Linked DNA regions of Pan troglodytes: region 2 is linked to region 1. A link is a contact called in public capture Hi-C data. All regions are on one chromosome and are shown on one strand. The core of a region is the stretch at or near the end of the contact, and the rest is flanking DNA. Distances in the headings are between cores, read along the strand shown. Region 1 overlaps RAVER2 (ribonucleoprotein, PTB binding 2). Region 2 overlaps CACHD1 (cache domain containing 1).

Region 1 (7,263 bases), core at 1,293-3,792:
CATTACTAGTCTATGCTATGAAATGAGCACAGAAACACGTGTTCCTTTCCACTTACAAGTCTGTCTAAAGGCTAAAGGTCTGTCTTTAGGTGAATTGAAAGGAATAGTTGCTATTAGAATTAGTGCTATTAGATCAGGGATCAGCAAACTATATAAATGGCCAGATACTCGAAATTTTAGGCCATATGGTCTTTGTAGGCCATACAGTCTCTGTTGAAGCTAATCAGTTCTGCCCTTGTAGCATAAGAGTGCCACAGACAACACGTAAATGAATGAGCATGGCAACGTCCCAATAAAAGTTTATTTATGGACACTGAAATCTGAATTTCATATAAATTTCATGTCATAAGTTTTCTTTTTTCCTCCAACCATTTAAAAATGTAAACATTAGTCTTAGCTTGCAGGCAGCACAAAAGCGGGTGGTAGACCAAATGTGGACCCAGGGTGTAGTTTGCCAAACCCTTTATTAGATCACCAAAGCTACTTTTCTTAAAATACCTTCTATTTTTCACAGAAGGTATAAATGGTAAACAACATCTTAAAGCATCGGTAGTAGTGGATACCTTGGACATCACTGTCACTCTCTTACCGGGTTTAATTTTGCATGGCTGGTGTGGGCGTAATTGAGTGTGCATGTAGAGCATCTTTATAATATTACCATCAGCACATTTGGTACTTGCACCCTTGTAGTTCTAGGAAAAGTCCTAAAAATCTATAAATGCAATTACTTCTAGGGAAAGTAAATTGAAATGCACATTGGCTTATAAGAAACTCATTCTTCTAAGGCTCAGGAAACAACACTGTTTCCCATTTATTGCTTCAAACTTCTTTTATATATGGTGTCAGAATTATTCCCAGTCCTAAATCAAGGAATATTGGAACATTGTTAGTTTCTCCAATGGATTGTAAGTTAGCACACTGATTAAGATGCATCTGACTCTAGTGGAAAATGTCCTCAATTGATGTCTCTTCTTATTGCTATTTTTTATTTGGCATTTCTGCCTGCTGCACAACACAGTTCCTTCTGGGAAACTATAAACCCGTATTTAAAGGATATGGCTAGTTTGAATGAAGTTAAGGCAGCGATGAACAGCAGAGATACTGCAGAGAACCTTAGGGGGTTATTAGGAGAGAGCTTAACTCAGTATACTCGCTTCTTTTTTAAGTAAGTTTCCATGTAATATGCTCCTGTGCCCTGAGAATGCTGGTCAACACATTCCACTGAACCACCTTCTGGGGCAGAGATGAGATATGATGAGCCTCGCTTTTCATTTCTTAAAGATGATACCTATGAGAAAATAAAATTGCAGCTAGTTTTAAAATCTAAAGTTGGCTTATTCATTAAAGATATTTATAAGAAAAGCATTCCACTTTGAGTTGGTGAATATAGAATAACAGGATAAATACCCAAACTATCAAAAAATACACAAACCCCTTTGTTAAATAAGACTTTTAAATTTCTGTATCAACATCGCCTTTGGAATTTCTGCAAGACACAAACCAGTCTCAGCACCTTCACTCCCAACCCCAACTTTTTGGGAAAAGAAAAAATTAGAGCACTGCATGCAGCTGCTTCTGCTGATCACAGCTAGTTAAACCCACGGACTCAGAATATCAACACCGAATGTCAGTATTCCTCTGAAGGAGGAGTGGCTAAGACATCAAGCTGCATATTGAATTAGATGTTAAGTGTGCCTGGTGACAAGAGGAGTGGTGAGAGAATAAATCAATAGGTGTAGAAACTGACAAATGACATCAAGGAAAACAACATGAAACATTCTAGAGAGCAATGGGAAACTCAGAGCTTTGGTCTCCACAATAATCGCCTGGCGAGCATATTAAAATGCAGGTTTTCAGGCACCATCCCAGAGATTCTGACCTGAAAGTGGGCCACATGTCCTCACAAGCGGTCACAGTGATCAGCACAGTAAATCAGATGGTGTAGCACTGCTCAGCTTAATGCCTTAGTTTCAGCTTTTACAAAAGTGCAGCAACCTTTTATCAATGCAGAATTATGTGACTTAATATGCAAGAACTTAGAAATGACTGATGAGTAAAGCTTCCAGTAACACACAGGAGCCTTCTCACGTTGCAATTAAAACTGCAATCGTTTTTGAACCAACAACGGTCACAATTTTTAAAAGTGCAGCCAGCCTCAGAGGGAACAGATGATAGGTCTCTCTCAACTCCTTGCTAAAGTAGTTCTCAGTGGTCCATGTTAGGAAGAGGGATGACAAGACTGAAAGAACGCTGCGTCCTCTGGTATCTCATTTCAAAGTGGCTTACTGTGGGGACAGACCAATACAAAGCGTCTTCACACAAGCCCAGTGTAAAGGAATGTTTCACAGAGTGAAGCTGATGGGCAAAGAATCTGGCTTGAATTTCTGCCTCGACATTTTTTTCCTGGTAGTAAAGTATGTCTGGGGTTTGTGCTAGAATGTTAGAAGGGAAGCAGGTGAGAGGGTAGATGAAAGGAGACCTGCCGTAAGTTGATAGTTGTCAAAGCTGAGTTGATGGTGACGAGGGGTTCAGCCCTAGAGAAGGGCTGCTGCACCAAACAGCTTGCTCACCTCTTAGGTGGAGCCTCTGCCCCAAAAACCCTTCCTCCCAGTCTCCAGCCTCTTGGTTATTCTCTCCAGCTGCCTTCTTCATTAGGGCCCCTTCGCTGATAGGTGATCTTTCTGAATGTTGGACCCCAGCCACCAACACCATCAGACCTTACTTCAGGTATAAAGAACTCTTTTTAGCAGCTTTCCCCCTCTTAGAAGTCATCAGTCCATTCTACAAATGGGATTTTCCAAAGACTGGGGGAGGGAAGCAGACTGCTCACTCTGGGATCTGGGATGCTCCTGCTCTTCTCACCCACCTTCCCCAATTCTTCTTGCCATGTAGTTATCTATTCTTTCATGTCTTGGCATGCAGCAAAGCAACAGCCTGGGTTTCTGTCTTTCTATACCATCTTCACTGTCAGAAGCCAGATAGGAAATGTATTACATTCTTTTATTCAAAGGGCTTCCCGATGGTGCTACACCAGTCACAGTGAGAACCAACTGAGACCTATGAAATCAGCAAAAAACTTCACTGAGCAGCACAGGAAAATATTAGAACAGGAAATGAAAGTGGGTGTCACTCATCTTACAATAAAGACAAAGCCTGCAAACATTACGTTGAGTAAAATAAGACATTCAAAAAGAGACAGACATGGTATGATTACACCAATGTGAGATATAAAAGTTAGTCCCGGTTATAAAAACAGAAAGTCAAATGATGTTCTCTTCAGGAGCTGAGGAGAGGAGGGGGAAAAGTGCAGTTTATTAACTATCAGATTTTACTTTTGTAAAATGAAAATCTAGAGATCTGTTGCAAAATAATGTAAATATACTGAACATTACTAAACTGTACACTTTAATAGTAATTTTATGTTTTTATCACAATTAAAAATTTAAACCTAAAAAAAAAAAAAAGAAAATGAGTTTCACTATAGCCCATGTGATACTGGGAGAAAGGTAATCCTTCTGATACGCCCTATCAAAGATAACTAACTTCTAGTGTAAGGACTGGTGAATGGGGAATGATGATTTAAAATTTTGAAAGAAAGCTCAGTGCTCTGGGAGAAATAAATTCCTACATAAGAACCACAACCACAACCACAGCAAAACACAAAAGAGGGAAAGAATATAAAGTTAGCAAATATTTTTCCTTCTATTTTGTATTTGTAGGATCTAGACATCCATTCCTTCATAAGTGGTCTATTGCGGGCACTGGGCTTGTGTGCTATGAGGTTTACCTGGATGAATGAAACTTGGACTATGCCCTCCCATAGCTCATATCCTAGGAGGGGAAGGAAGAGGAATGCAAAACATAATTCTAAAAGGGGACTGTCACTTTGACAAAAGAGAAATAGAAGTGAAATGCTAAAGCTTTTTCCAGACAAGGAAAATGGGCGGGTGGGGGGGTGGGTTTGAAAGGTACAGGCACTGGTTTCATGGATAAGATAGCATCTGAGTTAGGATTTGGAGATGAGGTCAGATATGGACATGAGGAGATAGGTGGTGACCCTTCCAGGAGAAAGGCAGGGCCTGTGCAAAGGCAGATGGCAAAAAAGCCAGGCCTGTGATGGTAGCAGCTGGCAGGCAGAAGAGGGCAGTGGCAAATGAGGTAGAAAAATGAAGCTGGCCTCAGTCATGGAGGGCTGGAACGCCAGGCTAAGGACTGTAAACAGGACCATACCCTTGATCTTGGAATATGGCAAGATTAATAAGCAGCTCTGTAAAAAGTATGGCAATGAAGGAGACAGGCATTATTAGGTCTCACCAGGAGGCTATTGAACTTGTCCCTATTAGACACATGCATGTGAGCAAACACACAGATTATATGTGATTTAAGACTTGATTTAAAATGTAGCATGAAACTTACAGATGAGACAGAACAAAGTGGTATATTTAGAAAATCTGAAAACAATTTTGATGAGCATTTATGCTTTGAATACCAAACAAAAGGAAGACCTTTAGAGAAGCTATAATATTCTAGTTTTACATGTCTAATATTCAGGTGGAAATCAAACACACTAGTCATTTTAGAGGACTTCATCTTTAGCAGGGTCTTTTTTAGGGTTGGCTGAAACCACTCTATGAATAGTTTGCACCCAGTGGTTCCATTCTGTACTTTGGAACTACAAGTCTAATATTTCCTTATCAGAATGGGCATAACTTCAACGGAGGCCCCTCACCCTCATGCCCCTGGGCAATCCTACTATATCCCCACCCTACCCTGCCCACTGATCTCCACTCCCCTAAGTGACTATTTCAAGCCTTCTCTTTTCTCGAAGCTCCAACAATACACCCTCATCTTCACTCTCAGCTGATGCTTTGCTTTCTATTTCACCAAGAAAACAAAATCGAAAGAGAAATCTTAAGACGCACAGTGACTAACCCCTGGTCTCTTTACTTACCCTCACTTCCTTGGTGATCTCATCCAATTTCATGCAATTCACAATTATAGCGATTTACAGGAATGTGATGGTTCTCAAATATGTACCTCTAGAGGCCCATAACTCTCCCCTCACCTCCAGACTTGTATAATGAACACCAATAAAGGAACATCTTCACTTAGGGATCTTATGTCTAAAACGTACCCATAAAACTTGCTCCACCCACACAGTCTTACCCATCTCAATCAATAACAAATTCATTTTTCTAGGCCAAAACTCCTGGGGACTTGGCTCCTCTCTTACCCTCGTATACCCCACTGACTCCAGCTTCCAAAAATGTCTCCAGTCCAGCCACATATCACTGCCTCTGCTGCTTCCAGGCTTGTCCAAGTCAGCATTTTTACTTGGATTGTACCGCAGCAGCTCCCTAACTGACCCTGCTATGTTCTACATTCATTATTTAACACAGCAGCTAGGCATGTTAAACTATAAATACAGTCAATTATCCCTCTACTCAAAGCATCCCAGTGGCTTTCTATCTTAGAGTAAAAGCCAAAGTCCTTACAAGGGCCTAAAAGGTCCTAAATTGTCTGTGCCCTCTGCCTCCCCGACCCCACTGTGACATCGTCTCCTATTCTCCACTTTGCTCCCTCTTCTTCTGCCCTAAAGGTTGCTTGCTGTTCCTTTAACAGACCAAGCATGTTTCTGCCTCAGTACCTTTGCACTTGCTGTTCCCTGTCCCTGGAATGTACTTTACATAGATATTCATGTGGCATACTCCCTAAAGTTCTGTCTTTGCCCAAGAATCAGTTTTACTATGAACCCTTCCTTGACCATGTATTTAAACTCCAAGACTTCCCAGACACTCTTTAGCCTCCACCTTATTTTCTCTGCAGCGATCACTATTCCTTTTACTAATTTTTTCCCCTAAATGTAAGTTCCATTCTTATAAGGATTTGATGTTTTGTTCATTGCCATATCCCTAGTGCCTAGAACAGTCCTGTCATATAGTAGACATTCAGTATATACTGGTTGAATGAGTAAATGAATACCTTTCAAAAAATATTTTCTAAGCATCCATTCCCAGTTCCTTCAGCAAATAGTCATGGGCCATGGTCTCTGACACTCTGACACGGAAAAACTGGACACCGTAATCTACTAGAGCCTACCAAAGCAAAGGTTAATGTGCTTCTCGCTTTGGGCACCTGCCCTCTCGTTAGAATTTCAAATTAGTTGGCTCTCTTAAATGTTGCTCACCAATCCAATCTTTTGCACACAACTACTATGAAACCCATTCTCTATGCAGTCGCTATTTTATTCTTGGATTTTAAAAAGTTAATTTTCTTTTATTAAAGCAAATCTTTTTATTTTCATGTAAATGTAGACTTTCTTTTATCCCATTGATTTCCAAGTGAATGTAGAAACAGAATGTCACAATATCATTTGTTGACTGCCAGTTTAATACAATGTATCTTAAGCTCAATTTTTAAGCTCATGTCAATAATTGAACTGGTGGCTAGTTTTCAAAGCCATCGTAAGAATTGGGGAAAGGGGAATCTTGACTATCCCTCAGAAGATTCCTTTGGGATATGTTAATGTCAACAGTGAATTCCATTAGGCTCATCTGCTATCAGCCCAATTAAAGATATTTATTATTGTTGTTCTTCTGAAAAGAATATAAGCATCTAGCAGGTAGCCCTTTAAATACAAAATGAAATTTGTTTTCAGAAAATTCTGCCTCAAGGACTCCTCAGTCTCACCCTTACCTTCAGCCCCACTTCACCTTTTCTAAGTCTTGTCTCTTCAGTGGAGTCAGGTATACGGAGAACCAAAATGGGATTGCACTAGTTCTCCTGAGATCTGAATCAAGCCCCTAATGTCCCTTTCTTACAGCTTCAAGTCCAGCTTTTAGATTTCAGACCTACAGAAACATGAATTAATTTTATTATTTCTGCATTAAACATTTTTAAATTTTTATTTAAAAATATAACTTTCTCCCATTGTTAAAAATGTTTCAAAATCAATATGCTTCATTCTGTGACATTAATGATATAATAAAATGTCTCTGATATATATACATAACAAATGTTTCCAATGTTCATATTCATATTTGCCTCTCAGCTACTTGTCTTTTTCTTCATATGAGTAATGGTTAAGTCCTAACTTTGGATTTAACGATTCATCCCCAAAAAGGTATTGCACAGCACTAATTTTTTTTTTTTTTTTTTTGGGAGACAGGGTCTCGCTCTGTTGCCCAGGTTGGAGTGCAATGGCGGGATCTCGGCTCACTAAAGCCTCTGCCTCCCGGGCTCAAGCGATTCTCCTGCCTCAGC
Region 2 (7,263 bases), core at 2,649-5,148, 140 kb after region 1:
TGCTTTATGCTGTTTGCAGTAAGTCTTAGTTTCTGACCAAATAAGTAGGATGGATTTATTATTCTTGTCATAAGAATAAGAAATCCAACCCTACGACTGAAGTCAATGGAATTGTGGGATAAACAATCCTGGGAGTCCAATACTGGGGAGTCAACCCTGTTATCCACTTACATCTCCACATTCAGTATGGAAAGGGATCATGCCTGTTTCATTCATTCCTATATACTCAACTTCAGGCCTTCTTGCTTTCAATTCAGTGCTCTACCACCCCAAGCAATGACAAGCATGTGTAGCTTAAAAAGAGATGGAAGGCAACAAATAGTACTGAAAAAAGGGGCTGAAGTCAAAACTTTGGAGAACCCCTTTATTTAGGGCACACATTCTCAACGGAGGAGATACTGCCCATAAAGGAGTAAAAATGAATTCTTACAGAAGGAAAAGAAACAGAGATTACAATGATTTGTAGCTCTCCAAAATGCAACCCAATCCAAAAAAACCTTATCCTCTAGTATTTAATTTCCCTTGTTAGGGAGAATTTAAATTAAATTAAAATTTCTTCCTCAAGGGGAGGGAGCAATAATTAATAAAAAATGAGAAACATTGAATTAAGAGAAGGAAGGGGCTCTAATGAGCAATTTAGGGCTGATGAGAGAGAATGGAGGAAATCCAGAAAAATCTCAATCTCAATGTGTGTGTGTGTGTACTTAACTACAAAAAAATATCTAGTTATAGTTCCTAAGTAATAGATATGGAAACTTAAAATTCTTTTTAACTAAAACATTAGAAAAAAATTTCTGAATATGGCATTCTATCTCAGCCAGGAAAATCACCACTCCTGTCTTCTGAAACAGACCAAAAGGAACATAGATGAGACCTGGCTGGTATGGGTTTTTGTTTTGTTTTGTTGTTTCATTTTTAGAAAGGGTCTCACTTTGTTGCCCAGGCTGGAGTGCAGTGGCGTGATCTCAGCTCACTGCAGCCTGGACCTCCTGGACTCAAGCAATCCTCCCTTGAGAGTAGCTGGGACTACAGGCATGTGTCACCATGCTTGGCTAATTTTTGTATTTTTAGTAGAGACCGGGTTACACCATACTGGTCAGGTCAAACTCCTGACCAAGTGATCCACCCGCTTCAGCCTTCCAAAATGCTGGGATTACAGGTGTGAGACATGGCACCTGGATCTGGCTGGCATGTTTTAAGAATATAATTATTTTGCCAGATATAAATTTTTAAAAATGTGATCATTAGGATAGTCCATCGCCATGGGGAAATGAAATTGTGGTATTTCAGGACTTCTTTCCACATAACAGTCACTCTGATAGGCAAAACAAGTTCATATTGCCTAAGTTTTTCAAATATATTATCAATGAGGTTTAGTTGAGTATTCAATCAACTGGAGGAAAAAACATACCCTACAGTATAGTTTACAAAATTTCGAAAATAAACCTATCTGAAAAGCAGATGAACTGTATATACCATGAGGACTAGCATGAGCCTGAGCCCCGTTTTCCTTGGGCTACAATAGGACATTTTTTTCCTAGCTATATAAAGTGACCTGGAATTTCCTTAGCTTTGATACTTACCAACATTGATAAGCAATGTTGGTTACTGGCAGCAGGAGGCTTTGGTGAATGAAAAGATATTGGTAGGACCTCCTTCAGGATCTCAGGGAAGACTCATGTTTAACAAACACTGGTAACTGGCACCATGATAAAAAGTCTCTGAAAACATATTTTTCCTTTTAAACAATGACAACAAATGTTTAAATGATATTATATGTAACCCTTGGATTAGATAAAAGATAATTATAGAAGATCAAAACTTCAGCCTATATGTCATATTTCACAGGATCTTTAAAACTCAGCAATGTTTTGGTTTAGGTATAAACATTCAATTACTTTCCCCTCAAGTTCGGAATAGGAAAAACTCTTACCACAAAAGATACAAAATGGGCCGGGTGCGGTGGCTCACGCCTGTAATCTTAGCACTCTGGGATGCCAAGGCGGATGATCATTTGAGGTCAGGAGTTCGAGACCAGCATGGCCAACATGGTGAAACCCAGTCTCTATTAAAAATACAAAAATTAGCTGAGCCTGGTGGCAAGTACCTATAATCGCAGCTACTCAGGAGGCTGAGGCAGAAGAATCACTTGAACCCAGGAGGCAGAGGTTGCAGTGAGCTGAGAGATCATGCCACTGCACTCCAGCCTGGGTGACACAGCAAGATTCCATCTCAAAAACGAAAACAAACAAAAAAACCCAAAAGATACAAAATGTATTTTGTTATTGTGTTTCTATAGGGGTACCTATTTCATTTTTAAGCTCTAAGTTTTGTGATTCTTTTCTTGAAAGCACCAAGTTTCCACTGCACTTCTCCCTCCTCAATCAATTTCCTAACACAGAGTTTCTCAACCTTAGGAAACAAACTAGTATCCCATGAAGAAGTTTAATTTTCTGGGAAGGCAGGAAACTCATTTAATCCTTCTAGCAGTTAGAGAAGAACCATTTATTATTAGTGACATGGATATAGATGCTCAGGAAGGGAGAGCTATGTTCTATACATTTTTATCCCATTATATTGTTAAGTTGTTTGCATATTTGATCTAGATGGTCAAGAAGCCCTAGAAGTTGACTGTAGCATTGAAAGGAGGTCTATTTTCAGTCTGGCAACTGACCTGCTAGGTTACAAAGTGAATGTAACTTGCCTTGAGGCACAAGGAGTGGTACATTAACAAATCACTGTAGCCACTAAAATGGTCCGTTGCATACAGTTTATTTCACTAGATTGCAATTTTATACACAGTATGAAGGGGTTTCCTGATAGCACATATATAGTTTACTTTCTGTACTGCTGAAGAACCAATTGTTTTTTACATTGTATCATAATACCCTATCATTAAAACATTATTCAGAGAATTTTTTCCAACTACATATAAACGGAGATTTACCACACACATTCTTTACCACGGTGCAAGAATGTCTTTATAACATATTTGAATCACAAAATGTGAGTCTAAAATACATCACTGTAATTAAAACACTACTTTAAAGTTACAATGCCCCATGTTATAGTAGCCAGATTTGATTAATCCCTGTATAAATCACAAAGCAATTTGGTGGATAATGTCTTGGCTAACTGGCAGCAGCTTTTAACCGTGATATTAAAAAAAAAATTCTTTAATTAAGAACCAGACTTTCGCAATTTAGAAAACTTCTTCCCTTATATGTCAATATTCTCAGTCAAAATGGGATATTTAAAAATTTGTAGTCTCTAAAACAAGGAAAATAAATCCAACCCTCCCTTAGCTGAAAGGACGCAGTTCTAACATTAGGTTTCGTAGAAACCTAAGAATAGCATTGTACGAGGAGTGGAAACAAGTCATAAGAAACGTAACATTTCTTTTAAAACCTCTTAAATTCCTCTGCCCCTCCCCATCTCTGTCAAACACAGAGAAAGAATACTGCATTACAAATAAAGATGTGTTTCCGTGAAATGATGTAAACAAGTCAGAGAGAAAGATTTCTTCATTTTCCTATTTTGTGGAGTGGGGCAGTGGGATATCAGTTAAATAAGAAATAGAGCTCCTTAATCAAAGAACCACTTCATTACACACAAAACAGCTCGGGGCAACTGCTGAAAACTTCTCCTGTGTTTCCTTTCCTTTTCCCCAAAGTTTGAGAATGTTTGAAAGTTCAATAAATAGTAGAAAAATAATCCTTTACTTAGAAATTTTGAGATGCATCGTTTAGAGCATAACATGAGTTCCATACAGCAACTGTGGTATCCAGGTACCGCTAAGAAACAAAGCGAAATCTTCAATGCACACATTTGTATCTGCATGTGCCACATTCCAGTCTCTGGGTGAGCAGATTTTTCTCTCTTCCAGTTAAGGAGAGCTGAATGCTTCTGGCTCTTCGGAACATTCCTCTGGCTCAGCTTCACTTGCAGGTTCCGTCTCTGTGTTTGGAGGTTCGCCTTCTGTTCCCTTCCATTAGTGTTATGGCAGGTTCGTTCATCAGGCTTATTTCCCCTCCATTTCAGAACCAGCCTCACGTCTTCACAAATGTGACTGTGTTGTTGTTTCTCTCGTTTTTAACCATGTCGACAGGCAGGAAATGACTGAAACAACTCTGCACAAAGCACAAACACAAGGGAGGTCTCTTGCTGTGGGTTTTAAGCTGGTTCTTTTTCTTTCCAGAACATTCTGTAGCTCCCAGATCTCGTCTTGGCGTGGAGGTGAGGAGATTGTTAGCATTCTGCATCGACAGTGTGTACCGTGACAGCCGCCTGTAAGTGGTGGCTATGATGAAGTGTAGGGTGGTGTGACCGGTAGTGGTGGAATTTGTGACTCAGTAGGGCAGCAGTCTGAGGGGGGGTATCCAGGTCTAAGTCCTCATCATGGTTTCCCACATCGACCCCGGCTGACAAGGGGTCATTGTTGCAAGGAGGATTTTCACTGTCCTCCTGTGGGCTCATGGTGCTGTAACCTAGAAAAAGAACAAAACAAACACACAGCTGAGAGCTTCAAGACGCAGAGAGAAGATTTCACCTACAATTTCTAGGGCACTGGGAGGTATTCCTATCTTTGCAATACATAGGTGCAAACACTGGCAGACTGTCAGCAGATGCTAAAGTAATTTATTTTTAAAGAGATTTAGTGATAACTTTTTTTCCCTTAAAAAACAATGACACAATAAATACATAACCACTTTAGACAGCTGAGAAAGTACAGAGGAGAAAAAAAAAAATAAACAAGAACGCTTATCCCAAATCCCCAAACCAGCAACACAAAAATGAAAATCACACTACATCCCATCATCCATGGCGAGCCACCACTGGGGACCTATCTTTCTACACTTCTACCTATGATAAAGATAATCTTTTTTATTAAAGAAATCCAAAAAATGGACAGCTTCAAGAAGAAGATCTGAACAGGACTCAGATCAACTGGGACTGGTGCAGAATTCTGGGCTTCCGCCTGAATGCCTGAATGTGACGCCACAATAGAACAAAAAGAACCATCACCATCACCTGCGCGCTTGCTTGGTGGCAGGCACTTGTGTCAGGCAATTCTTGCACACCAATGGTGATATATTTTAATATACATTTTACAATTCAGGGAAATGATGATCAGAGAGGTTAAGGAATTTGCCCAAAGTTCTAGTGCCTAATGAAACACTAACTCCACATACACCCACGGCAACTAGCTGTGCAATCAACTATTCTCTGTGTTAGCTGCCCCCCACCCCATTTAAATTTAATTTCTTTTGGTATTCTAAGTAATACATGTTTCAAAGGCAAATGCCCTTGCTGATCAAAGGATTCCATTCTGAGATTCCTGGCATGTTTTTAAATATTGCAAAAATCTCCTTTAAACATTTTAAGAAGCAACAGCTCATTAATATTTCCACTGCATCTACAGTTAGCGTCAATCAGCACTTACCCGTGGGTAATGCTAGTCACATTCATGGCTGCAAAATTGATGTTCTTGCATGCAGCCAAGCAGGAATCATTTGTGGTTGAAATTGTATGCTCTGTGCAAAAATTCTGTCCTCAATGAAACATTACTCAAATGATAGAATTATTTAGCTGTCAGTCCAACTTAACAAATATTTACTGTGTACCTATAATATACAAGTCACTGTGTTGGGCACTGGAAGACATATAAAGATGAAAGCCTGGTCCCTGCACAGGGAGCTCAAAAGCTAATGTTTGAGAAATGAAACAAATATAAGCATTGGTCATTCACTTATTCATTTATTGGAGACCATTATGGGGCTGGAGTGGGAGAAGAGGAAACACGAATAAGAGACGTCATCTTTCCCTAATGACTTTACAGTTGAGTTTGAGACAGATGCTCACAAAACAAAGCCTCCTTTTACACAGATAATGGTAAGTGCTATAACTGAGGTATAATTAAAATCCAGAAGAGGGAATATCTAATTCTGGCTGGAGGAATAAGGAATCTTCAGAGAATGTATATTTTAGTTGGGCTTAAGTGGATGAGTAGGAGTTCGATAAGTGGATATAAAGAAAGGAACAGGATGACCACAGCCATAGAGGTGTGGATATAAAGGCCATCCCTGTTCCACGTGGCTTGGATGAGTGCTAGCAGGTAGCTGGAGAGTAGGGCAGGTGGGAGGCATGAAGTTAAGTCAAATCATAAAGCCCGTGCCGAAGAGTAGCAAATGGAGAGACCACACAAGATACTGAGCAGGCCAAAAAATGGCATGATCATTTGTGTTTAGAGGATGGTGGTTTGGGAGATGAAAGGAAAGGAAAGACAGGGAGCAGTTAGGAGGTTATTTCAACAGCCCACGTGAGGGATAGAGAATTAAAACTAGGGCAGTGGGATTGGACAGATTTAAAAGCTATCTCAGTGGTGGAGGCAAGAGAAATTGGTAAGTCATCAGATGTGGGCGACTGTGGGGGTGAGGAGTAGTGAAAGGTGACTACAACTTCAAGTTATAAGGATAAGAAAGGACAACTCACAGATTGAGTCTCAGGAAAGAAGACACATTTTGTTTATGCACAGCTTGATTTTGAGACTCTGTGGGTCACATATGTGGAGATGTCTAGCCAGAATCTCAGAAGTGTCATCTGCAAATTCAGGGCAGAAGAGGAAGTGTTCACTGACATATGTGTCCACCATAAGCAGGGTCGGGCCTGGTTAGTACTTGGATGGGAGACATGTGTGTCCACCATGACTGAGTGCCTTCTTGGTGCCAGGTGCCAGGCTAGAGGCTGGACAGGAAAGGGCTAAGGTAAGGCCTCAGCTCCTGAGAGGCCCATCTTAGGGCAAGAAGGGGAAACACCCATGTGCTAAAACAGAGGCACACAAAAGGAATTCCAAAGCCAATGGACTTGGCTTAGATCCTTGAGGTGACAATTGGGTAGCCCTGATGGGAGAAAAGGGTCTCAGTAGGTAAAGACAGGGGTGTAAAGGTACCTCCAGCAGGGCCCAAGCACATGCAATGGTACAACAGCTGGAAGGGCTCTGGTGGCTTTTGGGAATGGTGAAAGCTTGGTGCTGGGGGTCGGGGCGGTGGGAGATGGCACTGGACAGATAGGCTAAGACCAGGTCAAGAAGGCTGGCTGAAGCTATGAGCTATGATCTAGTAGTGGACAGTGGGAGTGGTCAGGGGGCAATGGGGAGGCTGGACAGAAGGAAGGTGGGATCAGAGGCTCAGAGGACAGAGTGCTGGAGCATGGGCCTCGAGGAGATGGCAAGGACATGAAGTAGGGCAGTCGCAGTGTGTGGAC

What was found. Capture Hi-C pulls out chosen DNA fragments and counts their contacts.
Region 2: a contact with region 1 is called in a capture Hi-C map of stem cell-derived neural stem cells, with 3 times the contacts expected there. The contact joins two enhancer-like sites. A contact is called at or near these places in 2 of 7 Hi-C or Micro-C datasets (induced pluripotent stem cells and stem cell-derived neural progenitor cells) and 1 of 1 other capture datasets (stem cell-derived neural stem cells).

What each region holds. Positions count from the first base shown.
Region 1 is chr1:166,161,694-166,168,956 of NHGRI_mPanTro3-v2.0_pri, forward strand. RAVER2 (ribonucleoprotein, PTB binding 2) reads right to left here. Exons shown (of 13, transcript XR_682955.5): 12 at 6,697-6,851; 13 at 1-1,288. Among named protein-coding and RNA genes, the nearest start is that of RAVER2, 83 kb to the right of the region's middle. Within about 2 kb of position 2,543, at least 2 of the 24 cell types and tissues checked have an H3K27ac peak or open chromatin away from gene starts, as enhancers often do. A contact at or near this core is called in stem cell-derived neural stem cells, where this site is marked.
Region 2 is chr1:166,296,908-166,304,170 of NHGRI_mPanTro3-v2.0_pri, forward strand. It overlaps CACHD1 (cache domain containing 1), which reads right to left. Exons shown (of 26, transcript XM_016919881.4): 26 at 2,757-4,487. The coding sequence ends at 4,249. Among named protein-coding and RNA genes, the nearest start is that of RAVER2, 52 kb to the left of the region's middle. Within about 2 kb of position 3,899, at least 3 of the 24 cell types and tissues checked have an H3K27ac peak or open chromatin away from gene starts, as enhancers often do. A contact at or near this core is called in stem cell-derived neural stem cells, where this site is marked.